Linked DNA regions of Cyprinus carpio: region 2 is linked to region 1. The links are chromatin contacts, called in public Hi-C maps. All regions are on one chromosome and are shown on one strand. The core of a region is the stretch at or near the end of the contact, and the rest is flanking DNA. Distances in the headings are between cores, read along the strand shown.

What was found. A called contact is a pair of places that touch in the nucleus more often than the background predicts.
Region 2: a Hi-C map of liver shows a contact between it and region 1, with 8 times the contacts expected there. The contact joins the promoter of LOC109049848 here to the enhancer-like site in region 1. A contact is called at or near these places in 4 of 8 Hi-C or Micro-C datasets (liver and skeletal muscle).

The regions. Positions count from the first base shown.
Region 1 is chrB24:13,253,824-13,256,522 of ASM1834038v1, forward strand. It overlaps LOC109049848 (mitogen-activated protein kinase kinase kinase 3-like), which reads right to left. Exons shown (of 19, transcript XM_042752411.1): 12 at 2,531-2,592. Among protein-coding and RNA genes, the nearest start is that of LOC109050256, 16 kb to the left of the region's middle. Within about 2 kb of position 1,393, at least 2 of the 8 cell types and tissues checked have an H3K27ac peak or open chromatin away from gene starts, as enhancers often do. A contact at or near this core is called in liver, where this site is marked.
Region 2 is chrB24:13,298,364-13,301,062 of ASM1834038v1, forward strand. LOC109049848 (mitogen-activated protein kinase kinase kinase 3-like) reads right to left here and starts at 1,333. Exons shown (of 19, transcript XM_042752411.1): 1 at 836-1,333.

The DNA of each region.
Region 1 (2,699 bases), core at 143-2,642:
AGCATAAAATAATACATTTGGATAAATCTCACAAAGAAAAAAAGGGCATTTCCCAGGTATATTTTATATATTTCCCTCCAATATATAATTTCAGTAATAAGAAAGAGATTTTTTGCATTATAATAGATTACTAACACACACAAAGATATATAAAAAAGCAATTCTTAGCATATTAAAATGCTATATATATATATATATATATAGATATAGGTATATAGATATATATATATATATATATATATATATATATATATATATATATAATAAGTCTAATGTAATAAGTACATTAATTTTTTAGTACTAATATAACAAAATCTGCCCAGACGGGATGATTTATGTATTACATTATGGCATTTATGCATTACAGTCGTTTTTACCCCCATACAATTACATAGAATCTGACAAAAATATGTGTTTAATTGTTATGAAAAAAATTATTTAAAAAATTATAATAACACACACAAAAAATAAAAACACTAAAATGGTGTCATCATACAAGATTTTTTTTTTAGAAAAAACATCACAACAAATAATAATAAATTATAATTTTTTTTCTTTTAATATTTTAAACTGTAAAAAAAGAATTGACAAAAAAGTTATTAACTGGCATGAAAATAATGTCAAAAAAAGCAATGTTCCTCCAATAATACAATGCAGGCATTGTGATTCACCCATTTGTCCTCTAAATAAAGAGACTGAAAAAAGATTAGAATGTAAGAAAGAAAGTGAAGGACACAAAGAACAGGACGGGAAAGAATGAGCAGGACAGAGTAAGTGGCTGTGCGTAAACAGGCGACTAGCTCGGAAGGCTGCTTGCTTAAAACGCGAGTGCTGCGTTCTGATGCCGCATGCAATTGAAAGCAGCTGTTGAGCGAGTGGACTGCCTCCCCATGTGCTGTTTGCAGCTCGTCTCCCAGGGAGACCCAGTGATTTGCTCTGTTTAGAAGCAGAGCGCAGAGTGGAAAAATCTACTCACAAGACCAGAGGAAAAAAAAACCGGCCTGCTCTCTATGGAGAAATCCTCAGTGTTGGGGATCTGAATGCATGTATGAGTGTGCCTGGCCTTCAGTGGAAAGACACGCACGTTGTCAATATCATAGAGCTCTTTTTATTCCCTAACAGACCGAGATATAAACGGTTTGTGCGTAAAAAGGAAAGTTTCTGTGAAAAGTGTTTTTGTGCATATGTGTGTGACTGGCCTCCCTCTGTTGGGGAAGATTACTATCTCATTATCAGGCAGGCCTGCTCTATTTGATCGCCGCTCAAGAGGAAAAACAACAGAGGGAGAGCTGGGCATGAGCATGAGAGCTGGAGAGAGTGAGAGTGAGAGTGACAGAGCAAAGGAGAGACAGAGAATACTAACCAGGGAAAGACATGAGAGAAAATCTCCTTGTTTAACCACTCCAGTAACTTTCAATCTCTCAGCACAGCAGAAGAAAAGGAATGAAAGGGAAAAAGGAGAGAGAAAATCTCATTCACTCCCCATCGATACAGCTCTATAACTCTGTTCCAAAAACCTAGTGAACTGCCTACGTAGACAGACTTTTCAGACTGAAAAAAAAAAACATCTTTTTAATCAATATATTTCTTATTTTGAAGTGTAAAAATCTAAGTATCATTAAACCAAGAAAAATGTAATGAAATTAGTTTTTTTAATTGTTATAACATTTCACAATATTACTATTTTCACTGTATTCTTGATCAAATAAATGCAGCATAAATGCATTTTTTTTTTTTTTTTTCAAACATTAAAATATATATTATTCCAAACTGGCCAGTAGTGTGCATGTATATATATATATATGTTTTTATTATTAAATTTAGCTCAATTTATGCTAAAAAATTCCAAAAGAGATATATAATAATATAAAAAAACAATTTCTTAATCAATTTTTTTGTCTTATTTTTAGTTTAAATATCTAAATGTCCTTAAAGCACTATAAACGTAATAATACTTTTTTTTTAGAATGGAATTTTAAAAATAGAATGAAGTAAAATGTTTTATAATTAAAAAAATATAAATATATTATATTTAATTAAAATGTTATTATAGCATTTTAATATACTATTTTCTATATTATTATTCTAATATTATCCAGAAATATTTTCTGTTCAATTAAAGGTATTTATAATAGTATACTAATATACTGTATCAATTTTGACTCAAATCTCCCATGCGCTTCAACAACAAGGTCCTGTACAGGGCACCAAATCAGTCACTAATGAGGCTCCATTTCTGTTAGGATGCTCCCTTAGAAGACAGCTGCCTATCTAGGCAGTAAACATCAAAGCAGCTCACTATGTTTGGGAACAGAGGTACAATCACAGCCACATTCAACAGGACTGCAAATATACAGTCTTGTTTTGACGTGACGCCCCATTGGCAACACAGAGTGACCACAGTCAACAGCTCAAAGGAAGCACCTTCGCCCCTGTCATAGAGAACCAGCTGTATAATGGAGCAGAGACCATTAAAACAAGCCCACAGCTCTGACAGAAATCCATATTCACTTGCTCATGTCAATCTCACCTTTGTATTCATAATTGAGGTTCAGGTAATTGTTGTCCCGGTTGTTCTGGGAGAATGGCGGGCTGTGGAAACACAAGGAGAGAAGGAGGAGAGATGACGGGTTATTTTTGCTTGTTACTCCCCTGTGTGCAGTGGTGAGGTTGGGCCGCACCGTCTGCCTGGCTTACAT
Region 2 (2,699 bases), core at 83-2,582, 44 kb after region 1:
TTATGTGCATTCAGGTCAACCCTGTTAACATCAGAATTTGTGCAATGTACAATATAACAATACAACTCCATAAATTAGAAAAATATTTATGCATGCTTTTCAAGGACATCAAATACTTTCATTTTGTTTGATTAGTTTGTCAATAAAAAGCGATATTAATCACTCAACCCCGTTACCACAATTTTGCACAGTAAACACAAGATTATTGAGAACAGATATTTGTAGAAATATTAGCATTAAATTATTTCTACTAAACACAGTAGCTAAATTTACTGTAAAATTTCAACCCTGTTACTTCTTAAAAGTCTCCTAGCTATATTAAGTTTTCATTTAGTTTAAGATGGAACTATGCGACTTATCACCACTTTAAAAACAACATTTATCTGATAAAATGTTTAAAATTTTATAGAAATTTCATGGAAAAGACACTTGTTTCATTCAATCCCCTATGATATACTAAAGACGTCAAATATTTTTAAGAGTTTTATACATATTTATACACATTAAAATGAGATAGTGTTTACATAGCCAAGTGTAGGTTCAGCCAATCTCACATTTGCAAATGTCATGTATAATTTCAGCTGCTATGTATAAGCATACTTTGCTCACAGGTTTACTGTACATGCAGCCTATATCTAGACGTTCAAGTGTCAAGTTCTGCCAACACAAAACACAACATGAATATTTTTGTCTTTAACAGCGGTGACCTGATACTCTTTCTGGTGTCTAATGCATTATGTGTAACCAAAACAATGACAATTTTACCCTCTATAGCAAATCTTTACTTACTACCCTAAATATAAGTGCAGTCATTATCATTCTAGATAGAACTCACCTTACGCGCGTATCTTCATGCTGGTGCTGACATTTAAGACGAATTAAACCAATGTGAGATTTAAAGAGAGTTCACGGGGTAAAACGCCGTAAAGAAGAAAAATCCGCAAACTGTGCTCTTGTGCGAGATACAGCAAAACAGGGATATATCCGGAAGCCGCGCGCACTTGAATACAGTTGTCACGCACAAATTGAAGGGAACCGCACAAATCCACCTTCCGAAAAGCTTTGCGGATTATGTTTTTGGAGTCGCGGATGCCAGTAATCCAAACAGATGGAGCGGTGTGTGCTTGGGAAAGCTGCAAATCTCGTCGACTGCGCGCCGTCAAAGGAAGAAAGTTTCCTCTCCGCAAACACTGACTGACGCCGAGTTTTTCCACAGAGGAGCGAGTGAGTGAGAGTAATGTCAGCCTCAGGAAGCGATGACGCGCCGCGGGGGCTACCGACGCTCGGGCTGCGCGCGATTCTGGCGCCCTCAACCGACCGTGACCAACAGCGCACTGCAAATGTTCAGCGCATTTCAAAAAGGCTACAATTTACGAAAAGGGTAATTCATTATTAGAGGAAATTATCTTTTTAAAAAAGTGTTATTTTAATATTTAATTAAAAAAATCCTTTCTTATAATTATTTATCTGAGGTAATTATAAATTCAAATATAATTTTCAAATAATTATTTTTAGACATGTCAAAAATTGCGAAATATGCCTACAATCAAACCCTAATTTGTGTTTTTAGCGGTTAGCCTATGTATTAAATATTATATAAAATTAAATAGACGAAAAATAAAAACACGAAACAGTGGGTAACAAATAAGTAAATAAGTTATTTAAATTAAGTAAATAAGTAGTTAAATATTCTACAACAGACAGACAGTCAGACAGACAGCCAGACAGGCAGGCAGTCAGACAGACAGTCAGACAGACAGACAGACAGACAGTCAGTCAGACAGACAGACAGACAGACAGTCAGACAGAGACAGACAGACAGACAGACAGTCAGACAGACAGAAAGACAATAAAGAAGACAGACGATAAAAAAAACAGACAGACAGACAGTCAGTCAGACAGACAGAAACACAGACAGACAGACAGTCAGACAGACAGAGACACAGACAGACAGTCAGACAGACAGACAGTCAGACAGTCTGACAGATAGACAGTCAGACAGACAGTCAGTCAGTCAGAGACAGACAGTCAGACAGACAGACAGTCAGACAGACAGACAGACAGTCAGTCAGACAGACAGACAGTCAGACAGACAGACAGACAGACAGACAGACAGTCAGACAGACAGACAGTCAGACAGACAGAGACAGACAGACAGACAGACAGTCAGACAGACAGACAGACAGACAGTCAGACAGAGACAGACAGACAGAGACAGACAGACAGTCAGACAGACAGACAGACAGACAGTCAGACAGACAGACAGACAGACAGACAGTCAGTCAGTCAGTCAGTCAGACAGACAGACAGACAGACAGACAGTCAGACAGAGACAGACAGACAGACAGACAGTCAGACAGACAGACAGACAGTCAGACAGTCAGACAGACAGACGGTCAGACAGACAGACAGACAGTCAGACAGACAGACAGACAGACAGACAGACAGTCAGACAGACAGACAGACAGAGACAGACAGACAGTCAGACAGTCTGACAGATAGACAGTCAGACAGACAGTCAGTCAGTCAGACAGACAGACAGTCAGACAGACAGAGACAGACAGACAGACAGTCAGACAGTCAGACAGTCAGACAGACAGACAGACAGACAGTCAGTCAGACAGAGACAGACAGACAGACAGAGAGACAGTCAGACAGACAGACAGACAGACAGACAGAGACAAACAGTCAGTCAGACA